2 separate regions of the Rattus norvegicus genome follow, and region 2 is linked to region 1. The links are chromatin contacts, called in public HiChIP or PLAC-seq maps. All regions are on one chromosome and are shown on one strand. Each heading gives the region's core, a stretch centred on a gene start, on an enhancer-like site or on the middle of the called end of the contact. The rest is flanking DNA. Distances are from core to core; before and after follow the strand shown.

Region 1 (5,727 bases), core at 1,802-4,301:
TAGGAATCTCAAAAAGGAAGAAAGGAAAAGAAAAGAAAGAGAAGAAAATCCCATTTACAGTAAGAGACGTGTTCCAGCTCCCCTGTGCAACCCTTGTGGCCCATGGCTTTATCTTATCAGATTGCAACCTTGTCCAAGGTATCCTGTAATCTTCCTTATCAAAAAGAAGATAGAGAGAGAAGGGAGACTCCACAGCAGCCCTTTGGGATGTAACCTAGAGCCTCCTCTCCTGTCTGGAACCAGACAACCCTCGTCCTCGAGTCTGGGATGTGTAGCTCTCACAGAAGCCAGGCAAAAGCCAATAATGTGGGGCCTCCGCTCTGGAAAAATCCCCTGGCACGGAAGGTCCAAATGGGGCCACCTGCTTGGAAAGGCGGACAGGGAAGTATAGCATTTGCTGGCCTGGAGCTGAAGCAGGGATTCCTCACATCAAAGTAGCTAAGAGTCACACCCTGGGCAGCTGCACAGACGCTACAATGGGGAAAAAGCCTTAGCACAGCTGGGAGAGCGGCTGGCCCAGGGTCTGCAGGACCCTCCAGGGTGACCTGACTCTTGCTCCAGCTGCTGGAGGGCTGAACGTCCTGGAGGGACATCTGCTCACACTGAACCTGAGAGTTAGAGGCTAAAACAAATTCAAATGAACAGCTCTGCTTAGGCAGGCTGATGGGCACGCGTCCCCATGACTCAGACCCAACTCCACTACTGTCTTGCAGACCTGACGACCAGAGGGCCTCAGGGCCTTAGATGAAGTCTCCTACTGTTCCTGCCTGCTTTCTTTCTTTCCTTTCAGCATTGTGGTTCTTTTTTTTTTTTTTTTTTTTTTAACACATGATCTCCAACCCAGGCTAGCTACAAACTTGCTATGTAGTCCAGGCTCTAAATGCTTTTATTTTTATTTCTGTGTGTGTGTGTGTGTGTGTGTGTGTGTGTGTGTGTGTGTGTGTGTGTCTGAGTGTGGCTTTGTGTCCAAGAATGTGTGCTTATGTGTGTACTCAGAAGGCAGAAGAGAGGGTGTCAGATCCCCTAGAGTTATAGAGCTACAGGGGATGCAAGTCACCAGACAAAAATGCTGGGAATAAAACTCTGGTCCTCTGGGAGAAGGGCAAGTGCTCCCTAACCACTGACCCACCTCTCCAGACTCTTACTTATATAATAGTTGAAAAGCCATAGTTGAGACTGGGGATAGTCCACAGGCTACCCTTGATCTGCAGGTCTCTGTGTCCACAGTGCTGGGATCATAGGCATGTGTTACTGTGGTTGCTCTGCTGGCTTTGTGTCACCCGGCTGGACTGCAAGGCCTGTGTAGCACCCTCTCCAACAGCTGCAGATCCTCTCCTGCCACAGAGATCCTTAGCCTGTCCCTCTGCTTCTACTTCATAGTCTCATCGAGGTAGTGTCCCCTCTGGTCTCTGGGTCTCTGCCCACACAGGCAGAGGCACCATTTGCTTGGGAGCCTCCGCCTGGAATGGTGCCTGGCCACAGGACACAAGGGACTTGCATGTGTGCTTGTGGAGAATATGTTCAGCTGTACTTCCTGTCAGTGTGTCCCTCACGCCAGGCTCGGCCCCCTGTCTGTGGCAGAAATTGAGCTTTATTTTACAGAAGTAAAGCTCTGGGCCGGTGTGATGGCTCGGTGGGTGAAGGAGCTTGCGGCCAAGCCAGAAAACCTGAGGCTCACCCGCGAGGTAGGAGAGAACTGACTCCTCCTACAAGTTGTCCTTTGACCTCCACATGTGCACCATGCCATGTGCGTGCGCCAATCCCCATAAGTAAATGCAATTTTTAAAAATGTGTTGGTGTCCTGCCTGCATATCTGTCTACCCCTCACATGCATGCAGTGCCCAAAGAGACAGAAAAAAGGGAGTCAGACTGGAGAGTAGCCATGTGGGTGCTTGGACTCAAGCAAACCTGGGTCCTCTGGAAGAGCAACCAGTGGGTTTTTTTTTAAGATTTATAAAGGATTTATTCATTTATTTATTTATATGAGTACACTGTAGCTGTCTTCAGACACACATCAGACCTCATTACAGATGGTTGTGAGCCACCATGTAGTTGCTGGGATTTGAACTCAGGACCTCTGGAAGAACAGTCAGTGCTCTTAACCACTGAGCCGTCTCTCCAGGCCTGCAACCAGTGCTCCTAATCCCTGAGTCGTTATTCCAATGCAGTAAGTAAATCGTTTTGAAAAGAAACTAAAGTTTTATACAAAGACAAAGACTGTCTCTCTCCTCTTTTTCCTCTTCCTCCTCCTCCTCTCCCTCCTCTTCCTCTTCTTTTGAGACAGGCTCTTATGTAGCCTAAGCTAGCCCTGAACTCACTCTGTAGCTAAGGGTGACCTTGAATTCTGACTCTCCTGCCTCCACTCTGGAGTACTTCGATTGTAGTGTACACCAGCACGTCTGGTGTGTGAGGCGGTGGGAGCTGGACCCAGGGCTCCGTGCGTATTAGGCTCCACTGACTACAGCAGTCTCACGGGGGTTACTGGCCTGTTGCTATCGGCAACATTCTTGCTTCTCCTCTCCATACTTAGACTGTTTGGTTGGGACTGGAGACAGGGTGATCCTTGGATAGTCCCGACTTTCCATGTAACCCTGTGTTTTAGATGAGTGAAACGCATTTGTGGTCATAGACCATCGGCTCACTTGGAGCCCCTCCAGCCACCATCTTCTTTGAATTTATCCTGGGACTGCCTTCAGTTAAGAGCTGGGGGTCCTTTCTGTGTCATCAGGATGGGCACTGGGTCTCCTGGCCCACCTCCCAGAAAGTCTGCATGAGCTGCTCTTCCACAGGTTTCTTGTCCACATTGTCCACACTGCCACTGTTCATGGGCACTGTTAATCAGGGCACCTGTCCTTTTCCCATGGCCTGGGCATTACAGGCCAAGAGCCAAGCAAGACTGTGATAAGGCGCTTGGCCCCCACTTGCATCCAAGGTCTCTGGATAACAGGGAGGAGAGCTCTCGGACCTTCCTGGTTGGACAGGGTCATGGGGATTGGGCAGGGCTTGAGGACCCTAGGGGACATAAAAAGAGCCTCAGGGTAGGCAAGCTTCACTCACTCCCTTGACCAGCACCATGGCATTCCTTTGGCTCCTGTCCTGCTTTGCCCTTGTGGGGGCCACCTTTGGTAAGTGCTGGGGCTCAGCTGACCCAGCCAGGCACCATCAGAGGGGAAGAGGGCAGAGGGGTTATCCTGAACTAGCTGATCCCCTGCCCTTCCTGTTTGAATATCATCTAAGGACCAGTACCCTGAAGCCTCAGGGAGGACAGGGTCCTCCTGGGACTTTCTGGGCTTATGCCCTGCTTCAGGAGCAAAAAGACCTGCCTGGGTCCAGCTGTGGTCTGTAGATCCAGATGTAGATGAGGTAGGGGTAGCCCAGCAGGAGCTGGCTGGCAGATGCTAAGGATTTCGCTTTCTTTCTGTTGCTTGCTTTTATGTTTTATTGTTTGAGACAGGATCGCACTCTGTAGCCCAGGTTAGCCCAGAGTTTATTGTGTACCCCAGGCAGGTTCAGACTTAGAGCAAGCCTCTTGCCGAGGCCTCCTGAGTGGGTTAAAGACTCACACTACCACCTCCAGTTTACTATTTTGCTTTCCATTTATATAAAGATGAAAGACAAAAGGGGCTGGAGAGATGGCTCAGTGGTTAAGAGCAATGACTGCTCTTCCAGAGGTCCTGAGTTCAAATCCCAGCAACCACATGGTGGCCCACAACCATCTGTAATGGGATCTGATGCTCTCTTCTGGTGTGTCTGAAGACAGCTAAAGTATACTCATATCTAATAAGTAAATAAATCTTTTTAAAGGGTGGGGGAGATTATCTAGAGGTTGGGTACACGCCTGTAGTCCTAGCGTTTGGGAAACAGTTGCTTCTTGCAGAGATGGGGTCTCTTGCAGTGCATCCTGGTCCTCCTGCCTCTGTCTCCCCTACGCTAGGATTGCAGGCCTGTGTCCCCCATAGGCATCCCTTGTCCCACTGCCATTTTTCTTTTATTGTTGTTGCTGGCTTTATCCTGAAACACCGTCTTACCCAGTTGCTCAACCTGCAACTCCTGGGCTCAAGCCATTCTCCTGCTTCAGCCTTCAGAACATCTGTGACTGCAGGCATTTGCTGCTAATCGAGCTAACCCAAATTCGAATGAGCTCCCTCCCTTGTCCTGTTGAGTCATCTCTCTTTAGGCTCACACAAATACACTGCATATTTATACGTCCATAAGCAAAGAGCCTTAAAATTACATGCACAGTAGTCGTCTGTGTCAGCTTTACAATATGCTCTTTTTCCACTCATAAAGTGGGAGATCCAGCCACGTCGCCATGGAAACCCAGCTCACTCACTTAAACACACTCCGCTGTGAGAACACGTCACTCCCGTTTCTCATTTTGTGGCTGGTATAAAAATAGTTGCTTGTGACTTTACGAGGTATTTCAGTCATCAGTGGAGAATCTTGTCCGTTTCCTAGTCTCTGTGCTCAAGAGAGGCAGGTGCTAAGCCCTTGAGCCGGTCAGAGGACTTCCAAAGGAGAGAGGCTGGTCGCAGGGGCCACTGGACAACCAAACTGTGAACGTCCGTCAGCCAGTGTAGCAAGCGTGTCCTGGCATGTCCGAGACGCCTGACCACTCCTGCTGCTCTCTCTCTCTTCTGTGATGTGTTTTTTCACGGCGTAGATTTAAGGTCCCCCTTCTCTTCCTCTTCTCTTTCTTTTCTGTCTATCTTTTTTAAATTGAGACAGGGCCTCACTATGTAGCCCTTTCTGGCCTGGAACTCTCTATGTAAATCAGGCTGGCCTTAAACTCAGAGATCTCTCCGCCCGTCTCCTGAGTGTTGAGGGCAAAGAAGTACACCAACACACGTGGAACAAAGTCTAATTTTTTTTTTAATTAAGGAACAAAGCTAGGCGGTAGTGATGTCCCCCCACCCCCACCCCTTTTAATCCCAGCACTGGGGAGGCAGAGGCAGGGGATCTTAGAGTTTGAAGCCAGCCTGGTCTCCAGAGTGAGATCCAGGACAGCCAGGGCTACACAGAGAAACCCTGTCTAGCTACCGAAATAGGCAAGTGCCACAGAAATGGCCAGCCTGGAGGTTGAACCAGACAGCCTGTTGGTCCAGTTCGTTTTCTGCTCCTTCTCCTGTGACACACCTGGATGGGGGCAGCTGTGCCTCTCTTCATCCCTGGAAAGATAACCAGGGTCAGCAGGCTCCGTGTGAGAGACCCCTGAGCCAAGAGGTTTAAGGGGAGCCAGATGTTTCCAGGGGAGGTGGTGTGGTCTCAGTGGGGTCCGGAGTCGGCTGAAGCGTTCTACAACATGGCTACTATTCCCTTCCCAGGCTGTGGAGTCCCTACCATCCAACCCGTGCTGACTGGCCTGTCCAGGATCGTCAACGGAGAGGATGCTATTCCCGGCTCCTGGCCCTGGCAGGTGTCTCTGCAGGTGAGAGGAGGATTCTGGGAACATGAGTGCCTGTACTGGTGGTGCTGTCAAGGTGGGACCCGCTAACCTTCCTTTTCGTCCTCCCCAGGATAAAACTGGCTTCCATTTCTGCGGGGGCTCCCTCATCAGCGAGGACTGGGTGGTCACTGCTGCCCACTGCGGGGTCAAGTGAGTCCCAGACTGTGTTGGGGTTCTGCTTCCAGCTTTATTCGGGGATGGGGAAGGGAGCAGACTCATTCCTCATCTTCACCCCTGTGTGTCTCAATACCTAGGACCTCCGACGTGGTGGTAGCTGGAGA
Region 2 (5,727 bases), core at 1,435-3,934, 140 kb before region 1:
AATACACTGATGTAGTTTTGGATCTGCCCACTGGTAGATTGGAATTTAAGCAAAATTCCTTAAATGTTTGTGTTGTTCTGGCATGTCAAAACAGGGGTTGCATGTTTCTCCGCTCTTTACCTGAAATATGAGGCGCCTTAGTGTCTTTATTTCATCCTTTAGAACTTTTTATCTGATTGTGTTGCATTCTGTCACTCCCTAGGTAGCTCTAATTTGCCGAGTTTGAAGAAATTGCATTTTGTTTTGGGGTTTTAGGAATAGAGCGGGTAGGAGCCTTCTGTGGGATATTCCCATTTGTTTGCTTTTCTTCTTGCAATGACGGCAGTGCTTTTGTCTCTGTGTCCCATCCCCATCTCACTGTTCATTGGCCCTCTGAGTTGGTGCTGATCTGGTAAGTGAGGGAGAGTGCAGGCAGGGTCTCTATAGATCTGTTAGTAACAAGTGAGCTGAGCCTCGGTGGAAGCTGGAGTCTTCACACTGGCAGATAGAATGGGAGACTTGAAGGTGACTGTTGAACTATACTGTTGTTTTGTTTGTTAGTGTCAGTCTGGGAAATGCCTATTTATAGAACTGTTAGAGTGAACTTATTCATAAGACTCAGTGGCCAGAATTTATTGAAAATTCAGTGGCATGTTCTTGGTTTTCATTTATTTCCTTTGCTATAATTTTTGCTTCTTTTTAAACATTTTATTCCTTTTTAATTTTATGTACATTGGTGTTGCTTGCATGTATGTATGTGTAAGGGTGGATCCTCTGGAGCTGGCGTTACAGACAGTGGTGAGCAGCCATGTGGGCCCTGGGAATTGAACCTGGGTCCTCTAGAAGAACAATCAGTGCTCTTAACTGCTAAGCTATCTCTCTAGCTCCTTAATTTTTGCTTCCTATCCCACTTGTAAGTTTGTTTTCTCTTTCCTTGAAATAGGGTGACTAAGGAAGTAGATGCTACATCTAAGGAAGCCAAGTCTTTCCTCAAGCAAACAGAGAAAGAAAAACCACAGGCTCTTGTCACTTCAGCGGCAACACCACCCCCTGCTGGGTCAGGGTGAGTATTTGTCTCAATTCCAGGTGTAGTTGGCACACTGGGAAACTCTTCTCTGTGTGAGGAGCTGTTTCTAACTGCAGCTGTCTCCACTCCTTTATGACATAAGGAATGAAACTCTGCCTTGACAGAAGTCTACCCAGATGGCGTTTGCTAGAAAAATTAGCATGAATTGCTTATTTAATAATCCCAACCTGAAAGAAGTTAACCACCAAGATGAACGTGTAAATTGCATACCTAAAATTATTATTTTTGTATGACAATATTAGCAGTTCATCAGAATGTTTAATAAATTTTGAATAGAGTTCTTAGTTCCAGACCCCTGATGGCAAAGGAACATCAGAGGGTCAGGTAGGACAGGAATCTACATCTGTAGTCCAACTACTTGAGACTGAGATAGGTAGATCACGTGAGCCAAGGAGTTCCGAGCTAGCCTAGGCATCAGAGTAAACTCCCTGTCTCAAAGAAAACAGTCAAAAATTATTTTTTTTTAAAAAAGAAACTTTGATTGTTTACTTCTTTTGCTCCTAAGCTGACTTCTGTGACCTTTTAGATGGGGACTGTCACCTCATTAAACATAGACACCTTTGGTGTGAACAGGAAAGTTGGTGTTTGTTTGTTTTTCTTGTTTTTAAGACAGAACTGTACTATATAGGCATGACTTTGCCCGGAGCTAACTGTGTAAAGCAGGCTGGTATCAAATTTACCAAAATCTACCTCTTTCTCCTGAGTGTTGGGATTAAAGGTATGTGTCATCTTGTCTGACAAACAGGAAAGTTTTATTTTACATTTTTTTCTCCCATTAAAAATCCACCAGCTTTTCCTATTAAACTTTGTAGGCAAATTTTCATCTCTCTAGCCTGATTTTGAATAGTGGTGTTAAAGTGGTGCGTGTTGTGAGGATACACTCACTCAGTAGCAGAATCCAAGACAAAGGTTTATTTATGTGAGAAGTGACTCCAGGGAGACCCAGGAAGTAGGTGAAAGGAAGAGGCCTCTCAGATACTGCCAACTGCCTTTTCTGTTACTTATCAGGGTATTGATTGTCCTGAAGACTCTTTCTAAGTGCATCTGGGCCGATTCAGCATAGGACAGTCTCTTTAAATGGACTAGGAGGGATTCCTCCCAAACCTGAGCTGTACAGCCCTGGCATAGACAAGGGTCAACATGGAGACTCCTGAGAAAAGGTCTGAGAAGAGTCTGACTACAGTAAGGGGGGAGTTGTCCTCAGGCTGTGCACAGAAGAGCTCCTGGGGTAAGGGCAGCTGGAAACGGTGCTATTATTGACAGCCATTCTAGTAAGCTACTTTCCAGTAGATGAATGACCTACTGACTCCGTGACAAAAGGTCAAATGAAATCTCTGCTAATCAACTTCTGTGAAAGCTCTAACGGAATATTACCAGAATAGAGAATATCTAAGTATCTGAGTGAAAGTGCATGAATGTGGGACATTTAAAATCTCAAATAGGGGGGTGGGGATTTAGCTCAGTGGTAGAGCGCTTGCCTAGCAAGCGCAAGGCCCTGGGTTTGGTCCCCAGCTCCGAAAAAAAGAAAATCTCAAATGGCCCTTCAAGGTGTATCTGCTTGTTTTTTAAACCCGTGTCTCAGAAAAATGCTTGGAATGCCAAAAGAAATCATCTGCTTTGGGGTTTGAAAGTAGATTCGTTTTATCATTGAAAACATTAGAATCTGCAACAGATTCCATATGTATGGGAGGTCCTTTCAAGGGGAGAGTTTACAGGAGTCATCCAATATATAAAAGAAAAGTAATACAGTAAAATGTTTTCCTGCCCCCCCCCCCCACACTTTGGGAATTGCTTTAGTTTATAGAAATATGTGTTTTCGTTTTCTCTAAACAGATTTAAGCAATACAGGAAAACCAGTGTAGCAGAGTAAAACATCCTGTCCCACATCCTTCAGTAACAAATAAGGACAGATACAGAGAGCCAGTGTTTGGATCTGAAAATGCATTTCCTCCACATGTTTAAAATAGCATGCACTTAGGCTATAAAAAGCCAGAATTAGTGTGTCAGGAATGGAGCAAACCCTCTTTTAATTAGAGGACAGTATCAGGCTGTTACATTTCGTAGTGGAAAACACAGTGCTTACCAAGTGTGTCTAAATCCCATGGCTTCATCATCCAAGCCTCTTGATCTCCCTTTTCCTCTGCACACTGAATTCTTGTATCGAGCTTCTAACAGCTGGAAGCTGGCTGGGTTTCGACCCCACACTGCTCTCTTCGTCCAGTCTGACTTGATTACCCCTAGTCTCATCAGAACTCAGTCCTGGCTGTAAGCACTGAGTTGTTTCTCCCATGTGCTTTTGTCTTGCCTTTTGGACATAGGAAAAAAGGCTTTGTTGTTGAACCTCAGACAACCTCCTGGTGGTATCAGGTTAGGCATAATTGTCCCAAAGACAGAAAAGATTTGTGCTAGAGCCATATGAAAATTATGTCTCAAATTGATGATCTGGGCAATAGACTGTCATCCTGGTACCTAGAGGCGAAGTAGTAGGATCTGGGAGCTCAAGGCCAGCTTTGACTGCATGGTGAGTCTGTGCTCCTTCTGGACTGCATGAGATGTTTTCCCCTGAAAACCAACAGTAAATAATGCCTGGTCCAGTGGTCTGTCAGTTGTCGTGTCTCTGACTGTCCCAGGAACCTCACATTTGTGGATAGTTTTCTATCTAAACAGCTAATGTGATTTTTCCCAGAGTCCTGAGAAGTTGGTAATTATGAACTTGGCTCATTTTTAGTTTTTAAGTGAGCACAATCATTGAGTTTTGATAGAGTAGTGAGCATTTCTCTCAGAGTGTTAGAAATCAGACATAGCCACAGTACTGGAGGAACTGGTTATAGAATCTGACTGTCTCAGTTGGCTTCTTTTCCTTTGCTGTTTGGTTGTGTTCATATTTTTCTCCTATGATGTGTTTACAGTCGAATGTATATTAAAAGCCTGCACACACTCCAGAGCTGAGTCCTTTGAGTGGTTCAGTTCAAGAAGTAAGACTTCCAGCAGGGTCCTAATAGAACTGTCTAGGATGTCATGGATAAAAGTTTATTGGTAGTTATTAATAATAGAGGAAAAATAGATATTTTAGCAAACAGACCTCTGGTTATATGAGAGATAGGAAAGTAATTTTTTGTAAGAAAACAAACAATGCATTGTTTGTTTGTTTAGAAATGTGTAATTGGGGGCTAGATGGCTCAGTGGTTAAGGGCGCTGACTGCTCTTTCAAAGGTCCTGAGTACAATTCCCAGCAACCACATGGTGGCTCACAACCATCTATAATGGAATCTGATGCCCTCTTCTGGTGTGTCTGGATAGCTACTGTGTATTCATATACATGAAATAAATAAAACTTTTTTAAAAAAGAAATATATAATTGGAATGTTTGTTTGTTTGTTTGTTTAAATTGCAGAGTCTTACGATATGAGTAGGCTGACTTCAAGCCTGTGATCCTCTTGCCTCAACCTTTGAGTGCTGGGGTTACATGTGTGCATCACCAAACCTGGCCTCAAAACAACAAACAGCTTCCATGAGTCTAAATGTGACACTATGTAATTTATCAGTTTGAATTTTACCATTTATTAGTTTCTCGCATACTCATGGGATATATTCACAGTAATGGGCAGCTACAACACTAGACCTGTTACCAGCTACTCTCTGTCTTCACCCTCAGTCTACTCATGGACTTTCTGGGTCCAGGTTTGTTTATTTAGGCATTTCATGAGTGGAATCCCAATATTTTTCCTTTTTAAAAGATGTATTCACGTGATATATATGTATGTATGTATGTATGTATGTATGTATGTATGTATGTATGTATGTGAGTTTGCCAGCATGTGTGTCTGGATGTGTGCGTGCATCTGTGGGAACTGGAGTTATAGGTAGTGATGAGTTGTCCTATGGGTACTCAGAACAGAACCTGGGTCTTCTGTAAGAGCAGCAAGTCAAGCTGGGTGGTGGTGGTGGTGTACCACTGTAATCCCAGCATTCAGGAGGCAAAAGCAGGTAGGTCTCTGTGAGTTCGAGGCCAGCCTGGTCTGCAGAGCGAGTTCTGGGACAGCCAGGGCGACACAGAGAAAACCCTTGTTTCGAAAAACAAGTCAGTGAGTCCTCTTAACCACTGTGGTTCCCAGTGGTTCCCCAGTCCTCGTTCTGACCCCTCTGACTTAACATAATATCTCCAGGGTTCATGTGGCAGCATCTGTCTATAATTTACTCTTTTCTATGCCCTTTGTAGACTAATGTAATTGTAAGGTTATACTCCATTTTGTTTATGTAGGTGCTAATTAACGGACTTAGGGTGGTTAGGGTGGTTTTGTTTTTTTTTTTTTTTTAAGATTTATTCATTTATTATATATAAGTACACTGTAGCTGTCTTCAGATACACCAGAAGAGGGCATCGGATCTCTTACAGATGGTTGTGAGCCACCATGTGGTTGCTGGGAATTGAACTCGGGACCTCTGGAAGAGTAGTCGGGTGCTCTTAACCGCTGAGCCATCTCTCCAAGCCCCTTAGGGTGGTTTTTAACGTTTGTTTATTGCAAATGTTTTGTGGATATTTATGTACAAACTTTTGTGTTATTGGGTGTTTTCATTCCTCTAGAGTATATCCCTACAAGAATTTGTGGATTAGACAGTAGCTAGAACAAGCTCTTTTTAATTTTTCAAAAAATTTTAAT

The links. HiChIP or PLAC-seq counts read pairs in DNA pulled down with a chosen protein or histone mark.
Region 2: a contact with region 1 is called in an H3K27ac HiChIP or PLAC-seq map of oligodendrocytes, with 5 times the contacts expected there. The contact joins the enhancer-like site here to the promoter of Ctrb1 in region 1. A contact is called at or near these places in 8 of 12 Hi-C or Micro-C datasets (the A7r5 cell line, the Rat2 cell line, Schwann cells and 5 more) and 1 of 1 datasets of contacts at active chromatin or transcription factors (oligodendrocytes).

What each region holds. Positions count from the first base shown.
Region 1 is chr19:56,564,302-56,570,028 of GRCr8, reverse strand. Ctrb1 (chymotrypsinogen B1) reads left to right here and starts at 3,051. Exons shown (of 7, transcript NM_012536.2): 1 at 3,051-3,125; 2 at 5,325-5,428; 3 at 5,517-5,596; 4 at 5,701-5,727. The coding sequence starts at 3,074.
Region 2 is chr19:56,704,293-56,710,019 of GRCr8, reverse strand. Cfdp1 (craniofacial development protein 1) reads left to right here. Exons shown (of 7, transcript NM_199378.4): 5 at 923-1,042. Among named protein-coding and RNA genes, the nearest start is that of Cfdp1, 26 kb to the left of the region's middle. Within about 2 kb of position 2,684, at least 2 of the 93 cell types and tissues checked have an H3K27ac peak or open chromatin away from gene starts, as enhancers often do.